Regions from separate parts of the Oryctolagus cuniculus genome. Here all the other regions are linked to region 2. A link is a contact called in public Hi-C data. All regions are on one chromosome and are shown on one strand. The core of a region is the stretch at or near the end of the contact, and the rest is flanking DNA. Distances in the headings are between cores, read along the strand shown. Region 1 holds the start of APOL3 (apolipoprotein L3). Region 2 overlaps RBFOX2 (RNA binding fox-1 homolog 2). Region 3 has its middle 26 kb from the start of RBFOX2.

Region 1 (3,700 bases), core at 565-3,064, 180 kb before region 2:
GACTGGGAAGGCAGCCAAAGATGGCCCTGCGTGGGAGACCTGGAAGATGATCCTGGCTCCTGGCTTCGGATCAGCGCAGCTCCGGCCGTTGCAGCCAACTGGGGAGTGAACCAGCGGATGGAAGACCTCTCTCTCTCTCTCTCTCTGTGCCTCTCCTCTCTCTGTGTGTAATTCTGACTTTCAAATAAATAAATAAAATCTTTACAAATTATTTTTATTTGGGATAGAAGTTAATCACAGACCGCCTCTCTCTCATCTTGCACAGCTGGAACTCTGCCCCCATCCAGTGCCGCCCCCGCCCCCGCTCCCCGCAGCCCGCAGCACCCACCCTGCTCCCTGGCACCTCGTGGAAGTGGAATGTTTCCCGTGGCAGGATGCCTTCCGGGGTCTTCCATGTGTAGCAGGTGCAGCGCCCCTTCCTCTACAAGGCTGAGGACTTTCCTATCGCACGGGTCGCCCAGGTTTCATTTCCGCCCGTGAGTGGGCGGGCATCAGGGCGGCGCTGTGCCTAGGCTGTCACTCACCACCGTGGACGTGGTATACGTCCTGCTCGTGCCATTGTCTTCAGCTCCTGGGGATGCCCGGTGGGGGTTGCAGCTTGGTGGTGCCTCTTGGCACGGGGTCCTGGGCTGCCTGCTGCTGTCGCTGTCACGTGAGGCTGCTGCCTCCACGTGAGGCCACGTCTGGATTCCGGGCTAAGTCTTCTTTGCAACATGCTCAGAGTCTCACGGCCTTTCCGCCGGAACACAGGCACCGCCATCGGAGACCCGATCGCCTCTGTTTTTCTTTAAAGATACTTTATTTATTGTGGGGCTGGGCCAGGCTGAAGCCAGGAGCCAGGATCCTCTCCCAGGTCTCCCACATGGGTGCAGGGGCCCAAGGACTTGCGACATCTTCCACTGCTTTCCCAGGCCATTAGCAGAGAGCCAGATTGGAAGAGGAGCAGCTGGGACTTGAATAGGCCCCACATGGGATACCGGCAGCGCAAGTGGCAGCTTACCCGGCTACGCCACAGCACTGGCCCCTCAGTTACCTACTTTAAATAGAAATTTAAATCCAGAGGCTGCCGTTAGCTCTGCAGACGTGTCAGATTCTCTTGGACATTGTATTAACACAGAACACACACGGGGCTGGCGCTGTGACAAAGCGGTTAAGCCAACACTGTAACACCAGCATCCTCTATCAGAGCGCCAGTTCAAGTCCCGGCTGCTCCACTTCCGATCCAACTCCCTGCTAATGGCCTGGGAAAGCAGCAGAAGGTGGCCCAAGTGCTTGGGCCCCTGCACCCATGTGGGAGACCTGGAGGAAGCTCCTGGCTCCTGGCTTCGGACAGGACCAGCCTTGGCTGTTGCTGCCATTTGGGGGAATGAACCAGCGGAGAGAAGATTCTCTCTCTCTCTCTCTCTCTCTGTCATTGTGCTTTTCAAATAAACAAAATAACACTGAAAACAGGTGCGCACATGTTGCTCTTATCTCCAACACCAAGATGAAGGTTATGGGTCTGACGCTGGCATCTTCGGACTGGGCTCTCAGCCGCCCTAAGTCGGCACTTGCTGCTCAGAGCCTGCTTTCCCAGCTGAGGACAGACAGTCAGACTGTGCACGGGCTGCTGCTGGCGGCCGGCCCCTAAGTGGCCAGGCCGTCGGCTGCCCCTTCAACTCCGCAGGCCACTCGGGGCTGTGAGCACTGGGCGCATTCCTAGTCCCCAGCCTGTCTGAGCCCGGCTGCCCCTGGCTGCTGGCCCTCCCAGCTTCCACTAGGTGGCGCTGGTGACAGCGCCAGTTTGCCCTGGGTAGCACTCTTGGTGCCCAGTAGTCCCCGACCCCAGGATGCAAGGCCTGGGTGGGCAGGCCAGGGTGGCCTCTCTCAGGGAGCAGCAGGGCTGGGCTGAGGCTGGTTGGCACACGGTGTGTTTGCTGTGTTGGTATGAGCAGGAGCTGCTTGGAAGCTTCGGTTTCCCTTTCGGTTTCCCTTTCCGGTAAACAGGTACATCGGGACAGCAGGCATATCTGTCGTTACACAGACGCGGCTGGTACCAGAACCACACTGCGGGGACAAGTGGACCAGGGCCGACTGCCTGGTAAGCCGGGGACACTGCGACTCCCCCTCCTCTCCATCCCCACACGGCTCTGAAAGCGGATTCTTGCCGTGGATTCTTGCTCCCCGCTTCCCCCGAGCCCCTAAACAGTGTGGAGAGAGGGAGAAGGGAGAGAAACTGCTGGGGGCGGAGGGGAAAGTTTCATGACTCTCCTGGCTGAACTTGGACTCCAGACCGCTTGAGACATGGCTGGGTGACCCCAGAAGGAAGGGGGACATTGGGGGTGCCTGTCCTGTTGGGAAGTTTGAGGCAGGCATGGGGGGGAGGACGGCAGGTGACCATAGACTGCCTGCCCTGGAGGGCCTGGCAGGGACAACACAGGACTTCTCCCGAGAGACAAGGAGCCCAGGTTGTTTCATCCACTCTGGCTCTGAGCACCCACACTGGGCCAGGCCCCGCAGGGAAGCTGAGCCCTGGGAGGGGCGTGACTGGCCCGGGGTCCCACAACGGGGGGCTGAGCAGGTGCATAGCAGGACTGTGCTTCCTGGTGCTCAGCTGGGGTTCCCTGCAGGCCTGCGGGGTGGTGGAGGAAAACCGGGGTGTCCTGTGTGTCCCCAGAGGAGGAGACGCCGGGGGTGGGCAGCGAGGGGGGTGGGACGCTGCCTGGTGTCCGTCACGTGATCATGGCTTTGTCATTGGAAGTGCAGAGGCCACCCCGCGGCCGTGATGCCCGTGGGGGCCTGTGCGTGGCCCTCTGGGTGTGCAGGAGCAGAGACAAGCCAGAAGGTGGAACTGATAAAAACTGCACTCTCGGGCACCAGGCAGAGTCAGAGGCCGGGGCTGAGCCCCCTCGGCCTGCCACGCGCGGGGCTCCCCTGGCCTCCCTGAGTCTCGGCCTCTCGCCAGCGGCGGAGGCCCAGGCCTGCTGCGGGCTGCGGTGGCGCAGCAGGAACAAGGCGGGTGCAGCTGTTAGAACCGCGGTGCCTGCGGGGCTCGTGGGAAAGAGGAGTAGATGCGAAGCTGGCGGCGCCCTGGCCTCTCAGATCCACAGGGTGCCCTGGGGGGCAGGGTGGGCCCCACCTGCCCAGATCTCAGAATGACGGAGTGTTGGGGTACCACTGGTGTAGGATACCGTTTCCAGTGTGGGCAACCACAGTCATGTAAGCCGTTCTCTCTCTCTCTCTCTCTCTTTCTCTCTCTCTCTCTGCTACCTGCCCATCCAACCCGGCTCCAGCCTTAGGCCGCTGAGGGTGGTTCACTCCACGCTGCTGTTCTCCCTTCTCCTCCTTCTTCAGGGCAGTGTAGTACTCCTGGGCATGACCCGTCTCTGACTGGTCGGCTCCTCCCTGGCTGGACAGCCCAGGAGTTCGCTCCTCGGAGCTTCCGGGAACACTGCAGCCCGCAGCCTGGCCCACCTCCCCTGCGCACTGTGTAGTTGCTGGGCGCTGGCCGGGGCAGGTCCTGGAGCTGACGGGTCTTGTGGATCGTCCTCCAGGAACCTGGAACCCGGCCGCTCCCCCATGGGGGACTCTGCAGCCGCACCTGCCACCAGGCAGGCGCTGTTGTTATGAACAGGTTCAAAACACATCTCTTGGCGTTAACTTGCACGTCCTCTCGGTCTCAAGGAGCTTGGGTATCTTCTCACACGGCGAGTGGTCATTT
Region 2 (4,169 bases), core at 1,261-3,760:
TTCAAAGCAGTCTTGGTGAAACTGTCTAGATTTTGTGGTTCTTCTTCCCCAGTTTTTTGCCCATGTCTAATTTTTTTAAAGCTTTATTTATTTGAGAGGTAGAGTTATAGACAAGGAGAGAGAGAGGTCTTCCATCTGCTAGTTCACTCCCCAAATGGTTGCAACATCTGGAGCTGAGCCAATATGAAGCTAGGAACCAGGAGTCACTTCCAGGTCTCCCATGCAGGACTTGGGCTGTCTCCCACTGACTTCCCAGGCTATAGCAGAGAGCTGGAGAAGAAAAGGAGCAGCCGGGACACAAACCGGCGCCCATATGGGATTCTGGTGCTGCAGGTGGACAGCCACTAACTACAGCACTGGCCTCACCCATATCTAATTTGATAGAGCATAAATTTTAGTGTCTTGACTCATTAGTATTCAGTGAATTAAAATTAGAGTTGTTTTCAAGGAAATTTAAAAAAATGTATTTATTTTGATTTTACTGGAAAGGCACAGAGACAGAGACACAGATCTTCTATCTACTGGTTCATTCCCCAAATGCTTGCAACAGCCAAGGACCAGCCAAGCCTAAACCATGAGCAGGGAGTTCAATCCAGGTCTCCCATGTGGGTGACAGGGACACAAATACTTGAACCATCACCTGCTGCTTCCTAGAGTATACATTAGCAGGGGGCTGGATCAGAAGTGAAGGAACAGGGACTCGAACCAGGCATTCCAGTTTGGAATGGAGGGGTCCCAAATGGCATCTTAACTGCTGTGCCAAACACCTGCCCCCATCTAACTTTTATTTCATTGATTTCTCTAACATTTAATAACTTGCAGTCTTTTTTAAAAAAAGATCTATTTATTTGAGAGAGTTAGAGAGAGAGAGAGAGAGAGAGAGAGACACAGAGGTCTTCCATCTACTAGTTCACTCCCCAAATAGCTGCAGTTTCAGGCTGAGCCAGACTAAAGTCTAGAGCCTGGAATTCATCCAGGTCTCCCACGTGGGTGCAGGGGCCAGAGCACTTGGGCCGTCTTTCACTGCTTTCCCAGTCCCATTACAGGGAGCTGGGTCTGAAGTGGAGCAGCCATATGGGATGCCAGTGCCGCAGGAGGAGGCTTAACCCACTACGCTACAGTGCTGTCCCCGATCAGTTCAATTCTTAAGGGATGTTGCACTGCCTCTTGAATGTAAAGGATCAGACATTGCCATTCACATTGGAGTTGAGAGGAGCATGCACTCTGGCTAGCGTTCAGGTGTTGAGTCAACAATGGAACTGAATATTAGTAAATTGTGGCTGGCGCTGTGGCTCAATAAGCTAATCCTCTGCCTGCGGTGCCGGCACACCAGGTTCTAGTCCCGGTCAGGGCGCTGGTCCTGTCCTGGTTGCTTCTCTTCCAGTCCAGCTCTCTGCTCTGACCCGGGAGTGCAGTGGAGGATGGCCCAAGTGCTTGGGCCCTGCACCCGCATGGGAGACCAGGAGAAGCACCTGGCTCCTGGCTTTGGATCAGCGTGGTGCGCCAGCCGCAGCGGCCATTGGAGGGTGAACCAACGGTAAAGGAAGACCTTTCTGTCTGTCTCTCTCTCTCTCACTGTCTACTCTGCCTGTCAATAAATAAATAAATAAATAAATAGGTAGTAAATTGCAAAACTGGTGTCAAGTGTCTACTTGGTACCGTTTACAAAGTACTTCCATGCATATTTGCTTTTGATCTCTACCATGCGGCATGGCCTTTGTTACTCCTCTTTCATAGATCAGAGAACCAAGGCACAGAAATTTTTAAATGAATCTCTCTATTTCACATCGGTAGTAAGTGGTAGAATTGGAGTTGAACTTGGGGTTTTCAGCCTCAGTGTCTTGTATTTCCCTTTGTAGTTTTCTGTTAGTGCCCGTTCTCTGATGCTGGTGTGACGGGATCAGATGTATGGAATCTTTAACAAATATAGCAACATGGAAAGTCTTCGTATGACCTGAAAGTTGTTAGGATAACTTCTTTGTATCAAGTTTTTGTCCTATCTTGATTGTTAAAACAGTTTTTGGTCAAGTTTATCTTTCTGTATTTCAAATATAAAGAAAAAAGTGATGTCATGTTTTCAGACTCTATCTGATTGGTCTTACCAGATAACACTTACCTTGTGTTCTAAGAGCTGAGATATTTTCCATTCTGTTCCATTCAGAAAATTGTTGATTGTGGCTGATGATTGACTAAAATTAATTTCTTGAATTCACTAGTGGATTGAACCTGTAGTTTTAAAAGATGTTATTCTAATAATTACTCTCCTTAAGGAAATCTCACACAGTTGAGTCACTTTCCTACGCTCCATCTCCCCGTCCCATCCCAATCCTAAAAGCTGTCCTGGCTGGCGCCTGGTTCAGAAGTAAAATGTCATCCTTACAGTATTTTACAATCTATAGAGATTTTCTCTCTGCTCCTGTTTAAACTAAACATGCTTCTGCTCTGCTGATAAATTATGTGAAGTGTGCAGTCGCTTTCTTGTCTTCCTACCAGGTCTGCACTTCCAGCGTTTGCGCAAATGGTTGCTTTTCTCTTGCCTGGCTGGTTCAGGTCCTCCTGTGGTGGTGTCCTAACCCCCTCTAGTGGAGGAAGGGCTGGGGAGTGCTGCAGCAGCTGGTGTCGCAGGGCCTCTCTCTAACTTGACTCTTGCATTTGAGATCATTGCATTCTACCAGTAGGTTCTAAGCTGTTCTTCCCTACAAAGATCCTTTTTTTTCTTCTGCTGCTTGCTGCCATGTACCTCCATAGCATGCTTATTTTGTTATTTTTTCAATTATCAATTTTTGGCATTGTCTTTTGGCTTCCAACTGTTGAAGATGAGAAATGAACAGTTTTACAGACACACTCCAAGTAAAGTCATTTATTTGTTAAGCTTACATTCATTATTGATTTATTATTGCATACAGTTACATTATTTTAACTGTGTGAATATTTTTATAGCCAAATGATAAAATACTATTACATTATATTTATTTTTTAAAAATTTATTTATTTGAAGGCAGAGTTACAGAGAGGCAGGGCAGAGAGAGAGAGAGAAAGAGACGTCTTTTATCCACTGGTTCGCTCCCCAGATGGCTGCAACAGCTGGCACTGCACCGATCTGAAGCCAGGAGCCAGGAGCTTCTTCTGGGTCTCCCACGCGCGTGCAGGGCCCAAGGACTTGGGCCATCTTCTACTGCTTTCCCAGGCTATTGCAGAAAGCTGGATCGGAAGTAGAGCAGCTGGGACTCGAACCAGTGCCCATATGGGATGCCAGGACTGCAGGTGGCAGCTTTACCTGCTATACTAGAGCGTCGGCCCCTACATTATATTTCTTATATACTTGTTTTCCCTGAGATGACTAAATCATATACATGTATTAAAAGTAAATAATATCTATAAGAATATATATAAATATGAGTATTTGTATTTGGCAATGCTTTTTAAAAAGCTCTGTTGATATATAGTTTTCATACCATAAAATTCACCCAGGGGCCAGCACTGTGTTATATCAGGTAAAGCTGCCACCTGCAGTGCCGGTATCCCATATGGGTGCTGGTTCGAGTCCCTGCTGCTCCACTTCCAATCCAGCTCTCTGCTATGGCCTGGGAAATCAGTAGAGGATGGCCCAAGTGCTTGGGCCCCTGTACCTGTACGGGAGAGCTGGAAGAAGCTCCTGGCTCTTTGTTTCTGATCAGCACAGCTCTGGCCATTGCAGCCACCTGAGGAGTGAACCAGTGGATGGAAGACCCCCCCCCCCCCGCCCCGCCTCTCTGTAACTGCACCTTTCAAATAAATAAATTTTAAAATTCACTCAATATAAGTGTACTTATTCAATAGTTTTTAGTAAATTTACAGTCATACTGTCATCTACAGTCCAATTTTTTTTTGCCCTGCTGCCCTACCCCCTACAATCTAATTTTTAAAAAGTCTATTGATTTGAAAGACAGAGCTATGTGTGTGTATGTGTGTGTGTATGTGTGTGTGTGTGTGTATTTGAGAGGCAGAGCTATATGTGTGTGTGTGTGTGTATTTGAGAGGCAGAGCTATGTGTGTGTGTGTGTATGTGTGTGTGTATTTGAGAGGCAGAGCTATGTGTGTGTGTATATTTGAGAGGCAGAGCTATGTGTGTGTGTGTGTATGTGTGTGTGTATTTGAGAGGCAGAGCTATGTGTGTGTGTGTATGTGTG
Region 3 (3,889 bases), core at 108-2,607, 140 kb before region 2:
CGTCCTTGAACCCTGAGCCTCACCCGCCACCCTTGGACCACGGAGGCGACCCCTTCATCTGCGCGGGGCTCGGTTCCTCTCTGTGAAAGGGCTCGTGCCCACGCCGCTGTCACAGGAGCTCCAGCTGAGTCTCCCACGTGGCTGGCAGGGACCCAAGCAGTTGAGCCACCACCCACTGCCTCCCAGGGTGTGCGTGAGCAGGGAGCTGGGAGTGGAGGCAGAGCCGGGACTTGAACCCAGGCCCTCGGATCTGGGATGCGGATGCCTGAAGCAGCATCTTAGCAGGTGGCTCACTCACCCCCCTCTCCCTCTTCTTACAAAGCCAGGATCCAGCGTGCGGCTCCACCCTGAAGACCCCATCTATTTTCCATCACCTCCCCAAAGCCCCGTCTCTGAACACAATGTTGAGTTAAGTGTCCACCTCTCTTCTGACCTCACAGTGGGGGCTCCACTGCAACACAGGAACCCCCCGGGGACACTCACGCCACACCCAGGCCAGACCTCCTCCCCAGGGCTGCACGAGCCTTTCCCGGAGAGAGGTGTGTCAACTCCACCACTCCCCGTAGGCAGCTGCCTGGTCTTTGGTCAGCGTACCAGTCAGGGTTCAAGTACAGCAACTGGAGATGCATAACCAGCAAGAGGTGGACAGACGGACGGAGAGATACAGCAAACAGTCCCCAGGGCCCGAGCTGGGCTGCCCTCCCCTCGGGCCCCTGCCTCGGTGGCCTGGGTGTGACCCCTGCTCCGCCATCACCCGCAGTGGGATGAGTTGCTTCACCTTCCTTGGCCACAGTTTCCCGACTGTGAAGTGGGGATGCTAATAGCAGCCAAGTCACGTGACTGTCCTGAGGCTCCGCAGGAGACCAGTGGCTGCCACAGAAGACAGTTAAGTTATTCCGTCTCCTGCTTCTCCCGCCCTGCGCTGGCTGCACAAACTCCAGGGTCTTCGGGCTTCACTGAGGTCGCTGCTCTGAGGACCCCTAGCTTACCAGGCTGCACGTCCCAAGCACATCGCCAGGCAGGTGGACGCCCACGCCCGCGCTCCGTGGAGGAAGTGGGCTAACCGCCACCTGCGACGGGAAAGCGGTGCCCTTTGGGGGCCCGGGAGCCTCGCTGTGGGACAGCGGGTAGCACAGAGGCAAGGCGGCAACTTCCTCCTCTCCCTTCGAAAGGTAGGCTTTTGCAGGCGCCCCGGGGCTACACGGAGAGGCAGGCACGCCACGCCCCTTAGCAGAAGGAAGGGCCCGCCCCTCCCCCAGCAGGGAACGCGCCTGCAGGGGGCGCTACCGAGCTTCGGTTCCAGGCCCCTCGCCGGCCACGTGTCCTCGCGCTGGGCGTTCTTGGAAAACCCTAGGAAAACGCTGGACTTCCTGTCGAGAGCTGGGTGGGGACCTGGAGCGTTGGCACCCGGGAGTCTGGCCATGGCTCGCCCGCATTTGCTCTGCCAGCGCGGGGCACACGCGTCGCTGTCCCTGCCCGGTCTCCCGCCCACGTGCCGGGCTGGACGGACAGCAGTGCTTGTGTGGCCCGTGCCCAGTGCCACGGCTCGAGGCCGCGCTGCCCCGCTCCCTGGGCATCCGCGGGCCTGGCCTCTCTGCTGACGAGCGTGTCTGACGCTGGCCTCGCAGGCTGGGGCGGCGGGGGGGTTGGATCAGGAGAAAGGGCGCAAGAATTCTTCTCCTCCCCCAGCGCTGGACCGGGCAGGTGCCCTCGGGCTGGAGCCCCTGCGGGAGGTCAGAGGCAGCCCCCAGCCCTGCCCCTCCAGGCGTTCTCAGTGAATTCAGAAACCTGGGGAGGGGGCGCTGTGAATGGGAGAAGCAGGCTGGGGTCAGAAAAGGAGCTGGAGTTTTGCAAACAAGCGGCGGCTCCCATCCGGTCCTTGCTCTCACCTCTGGGAGCCTGCATCAGTCCTTACGTTCTGTGAGACGCCTTTTCTCCATCTATGAAATGGGTGTTGTATTTCCTCCCTCTCGGGATTAAAGACGACATCTGGGAAGCTCCCCGCACAGAACCTGTGTGGGGCAAACAGCCAGTAAATATTTAATGAGTAAATAAATTTGCCGATTAGCCAACCGGTGAATCTCGTACAAAGGTAGAATCTGAGCTCACAGACCCACAGAACTGGAAGCCCCTTAGAGCCTGTGGCCCAACCCATTAGATATTTAGGGTCCTCTCGGATTAAGAATGTGGCCTAGGCCAGCGCCGCGGCTCACTAGGCTAATCCTCTGCCTGTGGTGCCGGCACACCAGGTTCTAGTCCCGGTCGGGGCGCCGGATTCTGTCCCGGTTGCCCCTCTTCCAGGCCAGCTCTCTGCTGTGGCCAGGGAGTGCAGTGGAGGATGGCCCAAGTGCTTGGGTCCTGCACCCCATGGGAGACCAGGGTAAGTACCTGGCTCCTGCCATCGGATCAGCGCGGTGCGCTGGCCACGGCGGCCATTGGAGGGTGAACCAACTGCAAAGGAAGACCTTTCTCTCTGTCTCTCTCTCTCACTGTCCACTCTGCCTGTCAAAAAAAAGAATGTGGCCTATACAGGGCCAAGCTGCTTGTTTCAACTCTTGCTCTGCCACCAAGTATGCTCTTGGGCAAATTACTGAGTGCTCTTTGCCTCAGTTTTCCTCATCTGCAAAATGGGAATAATGATATCTGCGTTAGGTTGCTGGAAGGGGCCATGAGAGTATGCTGGAAATACATTAAGGGTGAGTGTTAGCCTTGCGGTTAACACACTGGTTTAGACATCAGCATCCCGTATCAGGGTACCTGGTTGGATACCCAGCTCCACTCTGCCTCCAGTTTCCTGCTAGTGCGCATCCTGGGAGGTAGCAGGTGAGGTTCCTGCCACCCATACGGGAAACCTGATGGAGTTCTCAGCTCCTGGCGTTAGCCTGGCCGATTTCCGGTTGTTTAAGGGCATTTGGGGAATGAACCAGTGGATGGGCGCTCTCTAACTCTTTCTGCCTCTCAAATGGATAAATTAAAAAAAAAAAAAAAAAAAAAGATCTCTGGGGCCGGCATTTGGCCTAGTGGTTCAGTGCTGCTATGGGCCACTAACATGCCATATTGGAATGTCTGGGCTCCAGCCGGGATGTGTGGGTTCCAGCCCCTGCCGGGATGTCTGGGTTCTAGCCTGTGCTGGGATGTCCGGGCTCCAGCCCGTGCCGGGATGTCTGGGTTCTAGCCTGTGCTGGGATGTGTGGATTCCAGCCCATATTGGGATGTCTGGGCTCCAGTCCCTGCCGGGATGTCTGGGCTCCAGTCCTGGCTCTATTTCTGGCTCCAGCTTCCTGCTCACGCACACCCTGGGAGGCAGCAGGTGATGGCTCAAGCAGTTGGATTCTCACCACCCCCATGAGAGACCCAATCGGGTTCCTGGCTCCTGGCCTCAGCCAGCCCAGCCCAAGCTATTACAGGCATTTTGGAAATGAACCAGCAGATGGCAGATCCATCTCTGTCTGTCTGTCTGACTTTCACATAAATATCAAATAAATATTTGATTTAGATTTTAGAGGCAGCATTATAATATTAACTTGAAGAACTCAGCAAATGTTAGCTACTGTGCAAGGTGTCATCAGACACAGAGTACGTCGTGGGAGATGAGTGTTCTCCAAACATTTTTTTTTTTTTGACAGGCAGAGTGGACAGTGAGAGAGAGAGACAGAGAGAAAGGTCTTCCTTTGCCGTTGGTTCACCCTCCAATGGCCACCACGGCCGGCCCACCGCGCTGCGGCTGGCGCACTGCGCTGATCCGAAGCCAGGAGCCAGGTGCTTCTCCTGGTCTCCCATGGGGTGCAGGGCCCAAGCACTTGGGCCATCCTCCACTGCACTCCCTGGCCACAGCAGAGAGCTGGCCTGGAAGAGGAGCAACCGGGACAGAATCCGGCGCCCTGACCGG

The links. Hi-C and Micro-C count contacts between places; a contact is called where the count stands out from the background.
Region 1: a Hi-C map of an unstated tissue shows a contact between it and region 2, with 4 times the contacts expected there. The contact joins the promoter of APOL3 here to the enhancer-like site in region 2. A contact is called at or near these places in 2 of 6 Hi-C or Micro-C datasets (ear pinna and an unstated tissue).
Region 3: a Hi-C map of liver shows a contact between it and region 2, with 10 times the contacts expected there. The contact joins two enhancer-like sites. A contact is called at or near these places in 6 of 6 Hi-C or Micro-C datasets (ear pinna, embryonic fibroblasts, liver and 3 more).

What each region holds. Positions count from the first base shown.
Region 1 is chr11:113,558,858-113,562,557 of mOryCun1.1, reverse strand. It overlaps APOL3 (apolipoprotein L3), which reads left to right and starts at 1,814. Exons shown (of 3, transcript XM_008257088.4): 1 at 1,814-2,080. The coding sequence starts at 1,927.
Region 2 is chr11:113,382,367-113,386,535 of mOryCun1.1, reverse strand. The region is part of intron 2 of RBFOX2 (RNA binding fox-1 homolog 2); the gene reads left to right. Among named protein-coding and RNA genes, the nearest start is that of RBFOX2, 110 kb to the left of the region's middle. Within about 2 kb of position 2,510, at least 1 of the 8 cell types and tissues checked has an H3K27ac peak or open chromatin away from gene starts, as enhancers often do.
Region 3 is chr11:113,521,184-113,525,072 of mOryCun1.1, reverse strand. No RefSeq gene overlaps it. Among named protein-coding and RNA genes, the nearest start is that of RBFOX2, 26 kb to the right of the region's middle. Within about 2 kb of position 1,357, at least 2 of the 8 cell types and tissues checked have an H3K27ac peak or open chromatin away from gene starts, as enhancers often do.